Regions from separate parts of the Mus musculus genome. Here region 1 is linked to region 2. The links are chromatin contacts, called in public Hi-C maps. All regions are on one chromosome and are shown on one strand. The core of a region is the stretch at or near the end of the contact, and the rest is flanking DNA. Distances in the headings are between cores, read along the strand shown. Region 1 holds the start of Cela2a (chymotrypsin-like elastase family, member 2A). Region 2 holds the start of Ddi2 (DNA-damage inducible protein 2).

What was found. Hi-C and Micro-C count contacts between places; a contact is called where the count stands out from the background.
Region 1: a Hi-C map of liver shows a contact between it and region 2, with 2.0 times the contacts expected there. The contact joins the promoter of Cela2a here to the promoter of Ddi2 in region 2. A contact is called at or near these places in 1 of 484 Hi-C or Micro-C datasets (liver), 3 of 115 datasets of contacts at active chromatin or transcription factors (all in embryonic stem cells) and 3 of 9 other capture datasets (adipose tissue, liver and pancreatic islet).

The regions. Positions count from the first base shown.
Region 1 is chr4:141,823,833-141,827,815 of GRCm38.p6, reverse strand. It overlaps Cela2a (chymotrypsin-like elastase family, member 2A), which reads left to right and starts at 1,811. Exons shown (of 8, transcript NM_007919.3): 1 at 1,811-1,873; 2 at 2,192-2,286. The coding sequence starts at 1,834.
Region 2 is chr4:141,721,227-141,725,596 of GRCm38.p6, reverse strand. Ddi2 (DNA-damage inducible protein 2) reads left to right here and starts at 2,178. Exons shown (of 10, transcript NM_001017966.2): 1 at 2,178-2,540. The coding sequence starts at 2,403.

The DNA of each region.
Region 1 (3,983 bases), core at 562-3,061, 100 kb before region 2:
GCTCAGTTGGTAGAGCTCGGGCCTGTCAAGCATGAAATGATGGTTTCTGGCTGGAGAGATGGATAAGGGCTGGAGACTGCCTAGCATGTGCAAGTCCCCAGGTTCAATCTGAGAGACAGAGAGACAAAGACAGACACTGAGCATGTGTGTCCTTCCATTTTGTAGATAGACAACCCTCAGGCAGAGAGCCTGCCTGCTTTGCCCAAGGTCACCCGGCAAGCTCATGCCAAGTGCAATACTGCTGTTTGTTTGGTGACTTCATCTAGAGAAAACTTATTTGGATCTCCAAGCCAACACCCTGAGAAGAGTGCCACCTGCACCTTGACTTTTAAGGGAAAGCTGACCTTGACACTTCCAAAATGGCTGCTTTCATGATTCTTGTGGCCATAAACAAAGGTTCTACCTATTCCAAGGCTGTTAGGGATTGATCTAGAACAAGAACACCCTCTGACATCCAGTTCAATAGGATCCCGCACCCCAACACCCCTTACCTTTGAAAGATTCTTGCCCTGAGCTTCCCACCCACAAAGCAGTCCCAGAACTCTACCTGAATTCATTCCTTCCTTCCTTCCTTCCTTCCTTCCTTCCTTCCTTCCTTCCTTCCTTCCTTCTCTCCCTCTTTCTCTCTCTCCTTTCTCTTTTGAGATAGTGTCTCATGTAGCCCAGGCTGAAGACACATAGCATCTCCTCCTGCCTCCCCGTCTGGAGCCCTGGGATCACAGGCCTGTGCCACCAGGAACCAATGTTCTGCAGTGCTGAGATTCCAACCCAGGGCTTCACTGGGTAAGCCCTCCACTGGCTGAGCTACACCTCCAGGACCTAGTTTGTATGGATTCTGTGCATTAGCAGTTAGCTCCGAGTCACCAATAGCAATGCATTAAGGAAAGAAATAGAAGCACTTCCCCTAGGAGTGACTTAACCAAGAGTAAGTCTAGATTTGAATTCTCTGTGTCATGCTCTTGGAGGCTTCTGTCCTGTCTGTCTACTGTGTACGTCTGAACTTGTGCCTGCCTGGAGGCTGCCTTGTGAATCTGTCTGTCTCTGTGTCTGCATCTATCCCTATGTGTGAGACTGTCTCATCTATGTGTTCTGTGCCTGTGTGTCTGTTGTTGGGTGACTGTCTGTCTGTCCCTCACAAAGGGCTTCGATCTGTCTTTATTGAACAGCAGAGAAAGCATCACACAGAGGACAAGGCAACAAAAATCAAGCAGCATCCTCTCTCTCTCTCTCTCTCTCTCTCTCTCTCCTTCCTTGTTTGTTTGACACAGGATTTCTCTGTATAGCCCTGGCTGTCCTGAAATCTGCTTTGTAGACCAGGTTGTCCTCGTACTGGATGCTTCCTAAGCGGGTCTAATGTTTTCTTTGGAAAAAGCAACCCCAGGAACAAACATTGTCTTTCTTCCTCACGTAACACTCAGCTTGAAAGCAGAGAGAATGTACATTTCTCGGATGGTGGTTGTTGCTATTGTCGTTTTGGGGGAGGAGTTGGTGAAACAATATGTGTGGCCCAGGCTGACCCCGAGCACTCTACATAGCCATGGATAATCTTAAGTCCTGATCACCCTGCCTCTACCTCCCCAGAGCTGGGGTTCCAGGTGTTTGCTGGCAAAGGACCTGTCTTTGGCATGTTTCTCAGTGTACTTCTAGAACGACAAGGGAATGGAAAAATAAACAAAAACAAGAAAACCAAACATTTGGACTCCAGCCCTTTATTGCACTGGACTTTGGGAAAATCTCCACCTTGCATATTCCTCCAGCGTCTCTGGCTGATAAGGCCACTCATAAAAAGGAAGCTTGGCCAGGGCCAGACCTACAGACGTCCAGGGACACACCATGATCAGGACACTGCTGCTATCTGCCTTGGTGGCTGGAGGTAACCTGTCTGGTGAAGCTGGGAACCTGAATCTCCTGCTCTTCCCTTGAGCTGCTGTCCCCTCTCCGGTCCCTCCTATAGCAGGACATGGTGACACACTCCTTGTGTCAGCCTCAAGAACCTAAGACAGGAGGGTGGCAAATTTAAGGCCAGCTCCAGTTAACTAATTCAAAGGCAGCTAGGAGCTGGGGTGGAGGACAGGACTCATGGACCTCGAAGATCATTCCAAAGCAAGGGTTTCCTGTTGGGGTTCAGGTGATTTTGCCCACAATTATCACTCCCAACCAACACAATCCTCTCTCAATCCTCTCTTCACAGCCCTCAGCTGTGGGTACCCCACTTATGAGGTGGAGGATGATGTGAGCAGGGTAGTTGGGGGTCAAGAGGCCACACCCAACACCTGGCCCTGGCAGGTAAGTCAGCCACACATGTGGGTCTATTGTGTGAATATGGATGAGGCCTGGTAGAAACACAGACGCACCAATAAGATACATTCTGACAACCTTGGCCAATTTGGGGGCTGAGGGAAAGTTTACTTCTCCAGAGACTTCAAAGAGGGGGGTCCACCACTCTAAGACACATTTGCAATGCCTGCAGATTTAAAATTAGATGCTTGCTGGCACATACAGGTTACTCCATAAGTCAGTCACCTCTCCTATGCAAATGCTCTGTGCTGGAAGAGACCAATCAGAGCTGCTTATGCAAATTAGTTCTTTGTTTTTGTTGTAGAGGGCTTATTTTGCTTTGATTTCTTTCTCGGTGTAACTATCTCTGATTGTCCTGGACTCGTTTCTTAGAGCAGGCTGGCCTTAAACTCACAGAGATCCTCCTGCCTCTATCTCCGAAGTGCTGGGATTAAAAGTGTGCCACCATCTGGCTTGCAAATGAATTCTTTGTTATAATGTTACCAATGAAAATAACTGTTTGCTTACACTGATCTAATCATACTCACATCATATCAAATTGAAATTTGACACAGCACAAATTACTAGGTCTTTCCATAGGATGAATGTGACCTTTACAATCAATATATTTAAAAATCTCTTGCTGGTGTTGCCTTAAACCCAGCCCTTGGGAGACAGAGGCAGGAAGATCTCCAGACTGGAGGCCAGCCTGGTCTACAGAGGGAGTTCTAGGCCAGCCTGGTCTACAGAGGGAGTTCTAGGCCAGCCTGGTCTACAGAGGGAGTTCTAGGACAGCCAGGGCTGCACAGAAAAATCTTATCTTGAAAAACCAAGAAAAGAAAAACCTCTCTTACCTGGGATAACTTGTGCTTGCTGCTCTTTCAGAGGACCTGAGCTCTGTTCCCAGGACCCACAAAGCAGTTTACAACAATCTAGAATGTTCCAGGGGATTGGTGCCATGTTTCTGGCCTCCTCAGGCATGAGACAAAACACCGGGTACACATATATACATGAAGGCAAACAGGCACACACACAGAAGCCAGGAGGTTTGTTTATATATTTACTTCCTTATTTACTTATTTAGATGAGGGCCTCCCTGTGTCGCTCTGGCTCCTCTGAAACACACTGTATAGACTAAGCTGGCCTCAGACTCAGATTCATCGGAGTGCCGGGATTAAAGGCCTGTGCCACTATTCCCAGCCTAAGTAAGCACTGACTTATGCCTGTGGAACAGTTAGGTATAAACTCTGTCCACAGGTCCCACTAGATATAGTTAACAGTCTTCTTGGGATTGCTATGCTCGGCTGCCTTTGTTTGCTCAAATCTAAAATGGGCATGATGAACAAGAGTTGTGCCTTGTGGGGTAACAGGACCGGTGGGAGATTACATGTGTGCCCACCTCTGATAAAGATATACCACCTGATGACTGCCACAGTATTTGGAGTGTTGTTCTATCAGAATTATCAGTGATACCAGAGAGCACTGGTCAAGTGCTCCCTATTTTTCTGATAAAGGTACTAGGACTCAGAATGGTTGTGAAACAGCCCAAAGTTAGCCCCTTGAGCTAGGGAAGACTCAAGATTCAAATCTGATTCAGGCGTTGAGTACGGTGCTCAGCCGGTCATTTGCAGGAAGCTGTGGGTTTGGTCTGCAGCACCGAATAACATTTTGGACATGGAGGTGCATGAATGTCCACCTAGCTCTCA
Region 2 (4,370 bases), core at 929-3,428:
GAGGTAGAAGCAGGTGGGTCTCCCTGAGTTCAAGACCCAGCCTGCTCTACACAATAAATTGCAGGGCTACACAGTGAGACACTCTCTCAAAAAAGGGTTGGGCTGCTAGAGAGATGGCTCAGCAGATAAGAGCACTGGCTGCCCTTCTAGAGGTTAGATCCAATTTAGTTCCCAGCACCCATATGTCAGCTCACAACGGCCATCGACTCCAGACCCAGGGAACCTGACATCCTTTTCCTCCTCACCAGCACTATCCATACTTGTGCTCAGACAAACATGCAGCCAATACACACATACATATAACAGGGTTTCTCTCTGTAGACCAGACTTCCCTGGAACTCATAGAGATCCACCTGCCTCTGCCTCCTCTCAAGTGCTGGGGTTAAAGATGTGCACCGCCACTGCCTGGTTTACAGTTTTAAATTTCTAAAGGAACAATTCATGCCACAATAAACATCTTGGTGCCCACTAACTGTGGAGACGCAATCACAGTGGGGTGATTGGAGTTCACATCCTGTGGGGCATCTGGCATCCTCACAAACCTTACTTAAGTTTCCTAACTCCATTTTGAAAGGCTCTCTAGCTGACATTTTCATTGCAATTTTCTTTTCGTTTGGCACAGCAGCTGGGCTTTCTGTCACGGATGCTTGATTTCAGCCCTGTCCTGTGGTCCCAGCGTCTCCACTTCTGTTTTTGTAAAAGTCTTGCGCCTATGTATTCTGTCTTTTCTGCAAAGTGAAGTTCTTGCAGCATCCACAGCCACCCTGCTTCCCATTTCCTTCCTGTTCTGCTGGAGGAGGCTCCTCGCTCCACGGAGCCAGGAGTGGAAATCCTTGTGCTTGTAGTGATCCTGCAGTCTCTGCTCCTGGATGATGGTGAAATGAACCAATTCAAGACAGATTAGCTCGTCGTAAATGCGGGTTTGTTGGGTTGGGAAGCTTCTGTCAGGAGGACGAATTCACTGGTCCCAAGGAAGGAGAGGAAGGAAGCCATATTAGTCGCCATGGGAAGGGAAAGGAGAAGAGGGAAAAGAAAGAAAGAAAGAAAGAAAGAAAGAAAGAAAGAAAGAAAGAAAGAAAGAGAGAAAGAGAGAAAGAAAGAAAGAGAATGGGGGTGGGGGGGAGAGAGAGACCAATGATATCATATATGATATGATATCTGTATTAAATGCAGAAGAGTCTCTGGGGGAAGGGCAGCTGAGTCCCTGCCAGGTAGGGACAGAGGGATGTCAGGAGAACCTTGAGCCTTTGATTTGTACAATGCATACCTCAGCCCCTAATCCAGGACTGGAAACCAAACACTCCTGAGTGCTGGGATTACAAATGTGGACCACCCTAGTGGGCCCGGGAGATGTTTTCGGATTTTTACCATTCTTGGTATCTACATCTTCTTATGAATTGAGTGGCCACTAAAATAACGACTGTTTCCCAAGTACTGTCTTTTTGTCCTGCTGAGGTTGAGCTTGGTCCTGGTAGGCAAGATGTCAACAAGGTATTTTATCTATACCATTAAAGTAAATTGTTCAGACTGGAACACTTATGATCCAGGCAGGCTTGGAATTTGCCAGCCTTCTGTTCACCCTCCTGAGTAGCTGGGATTACAGGTTTGCGCTACCAGTCCCAGTATACGGAGTAAATTCTAAACCGTACCCAGTAAACGTCCAGTGCTGGATGCAGTCTGAGAGTGAGTTAACTAAGAACTGTGCTGTGTGTGTGTGGCTGCCAGCGCAGCCATGCCAGCCCGCAGGCTGGGATGGGCCTCGAGCACAGCAAAGGATCTGGATTTTCGTCCTACATTCATTACCAAGTCGAAACCGAGTTAATATTACTGAAATGACAACTTCCATTACGAAAACTCTGTTTTAGAAAGATGTGCTTAATTTGTCTTTCAACCATTTTTATGCACACGCCATTCGCACAGTAGGTCCCCGTTGGATGACTAACTGGGACTGGGATCCTGGAATACTCCGGAGCTCAAGCATTAAATCGTGGGGTTCCCCCACCCCGCATCCCCATTCCTCCCTCCAGTCTCCCCAGCCCCGCCCTGCCCCACAGCCTAGCGTCGCGAAGGCTGCCGGCAGCCTGGCGCGCTTTACGGCCGTGGCGTTGCGACGGGGCGGGGCGCCGGGCGGGCGGCCCGCGAGCTTGACGGCAGCGGTGGGAGGCAGGCCGGCAGGCAGGCAGACGGCGTCGCAGGCGGGTGGCGGCGGCCGCGCTGGCTGCCGAGGGCGGGAGCGAGTGAGTCATTGCGCGCGTGTGAGGGAGGAAAGGAGCGAGCGAGCGAGCGAGCGAGCAGCCCGCGCCCGTCGCCCTCCCGCCGCTGCCGCCAGGTCTCCCCAGCCGCCGACTGCCTTCCGCCCAGCGCCCAGGCCGGGCCGAGTCGAGCCGGGTCGGGCCCGGGCCATGCTGCTCACCGTGTACTGTGTGCGGAGGGACCTCTCCGAGGTGACCTTTTCCCTCCAGGTCGACGCCGACTTCGAGCTGCACAACTTCCGCGCGCTGTGCGAGCTCGAGTCCGGCATCCCCGCCGCCGAGAGCCAGGTACGCCGGGGTGCGGCAGCGAGCGGGGGCCTCCGGCCGCTGTGGCCGGGGGCGGGGGGAGCTGGGGGCCGGCGGGGGCCGAGTCCTGCAGCCGCCCGTGGATGCACCCACTGCAGCTAGAGGGGCACGTGCGCGGGCGGGCAGCCCTCCCCACCTTCTGGCCTTCGGGAGCCTGGGTCCTCATCCGGGATCTCCTGACTTTCCGACCAGAAATACCAGTTTGGATCACTGGGAGAACGACGCCTGCCTGGGGTTCGCTTATTTGGACCGCTCCAATATGCGCAGTTTACTACCTGGGAGAATGCAGATTTGCGGTTGAAAGTGAGGGGAAAAAGTTTGAGACTCACTCTGCCATTGACGTCTCTGGAAATGCATACATTTTTGGTTAATTTATTATATATGTATACACACACACACATATATATATGTCATATATTAATTAAAGTAATGGTTAGGTTAACTCAGTCTGTCTGCTTCTCTCAGGCCAAAGCCCTCCTCCTTTCTGGGCCCAGTTTAGTTGGGTCAGTTCAAAGCTCAGTGCTTTCGAAGGATATTAGCTTGAAAATGGCCTACTGTCTGAAGACCCCCGAGGGATTCGGCGGCCAGGAGTTCAGCCTTCTCATGTTTTAACAAGAAAATATATTCTCAAAATGCTTTGGTGTCCTTAGTAGACTTCATCAAACAATAGGTGGACTATTTTGTAACCTTTGCACTAAATCCCTTAAGATTCTAACCAAAGTGGCCCCCGCTGGGTGTAGTCTAAACACCAGAAAATTATAGACAGCTCCCAAGGCCCCAGAATGTAAATCTTGATTTCCTTCTGCAATTATGAAATAGTTCCAAAAACTGTTGCCCAACGACTGCCTGTTCTGTCCTGACTTACGGTAAACTCTGCGTGTCAATATTGTGTTCAGAAGTACCATTCCTTCACACAATGTGAACTTTAGAACCTTGGCATGCAGCTCTTTCTGGAAGGATCTATTTTAGGGAAGGAGGTGTCACTCACATACGCGGTCTGGCAAAAGTTGGGAATAAACAGTTCCCCCAATTTCCACAGAAAAATTAACCCACAAAAACCTAGGACCCCATTCCTGTTGGTCAGCCTCCTCATACAGGTAGCAGGGGCAAGCTAGGACCAGGGAGTTTGGGGGGCTGGGGGAGATTTGACTTTTTAGAGGATTGATTAATTGCTGGTTGTTGTTTGTTTTGTTTTTAAGGCAGGTCTCACTATATAAAACACTGGCTCCCATCTACACTCAGAGATCCCTGTTGACTTTGCCTCCCAAATGTTTGGAGTTAAGGCCTGAGCCATCACAACCAGCTGCTTTTGGTTTTTGTTTGTTTGCTTTGGTTTTTTTTGTTGTTGTTGTTGGGTTTTTTGTTGTTGTTGTTGTTTTTGAGACAAGGTCTCAACTGTGGGGTCAAGGCTAGTCTCAGACAGCAGCCCTCCTGCTTCAGGCTCCTGTACAGCTGGGATTACAAGAATACACTATCATGCCCAAGTTCAGTTTTCAGTTTTGAAGTTTTTTTTAAAAATTTTTTTCAATTTTTGTGTGTGTGTGTGTGTGTGTGTGTGTGTAGGGTGTTTTGATGACCCAAGTTATAATTGCCAGCTGATGGGGAGTAATTTTAAGTTGAATTTGTTGGTAGGACTTGAGGTCTACAGAGGGTGAAGCTGTTTCTCTGCTGTTTCTCTTCCTCCATCCTGTGTGCACGTCATCCTAGCTAGCACTACCGCTGTCTTACACGCTCCCTGCCCAGCCCATTGCACTCCGATGTCTGCAGAAAATGTTAAGTAAACTAAAGGGGATAGCAGGCTGAATCATAATT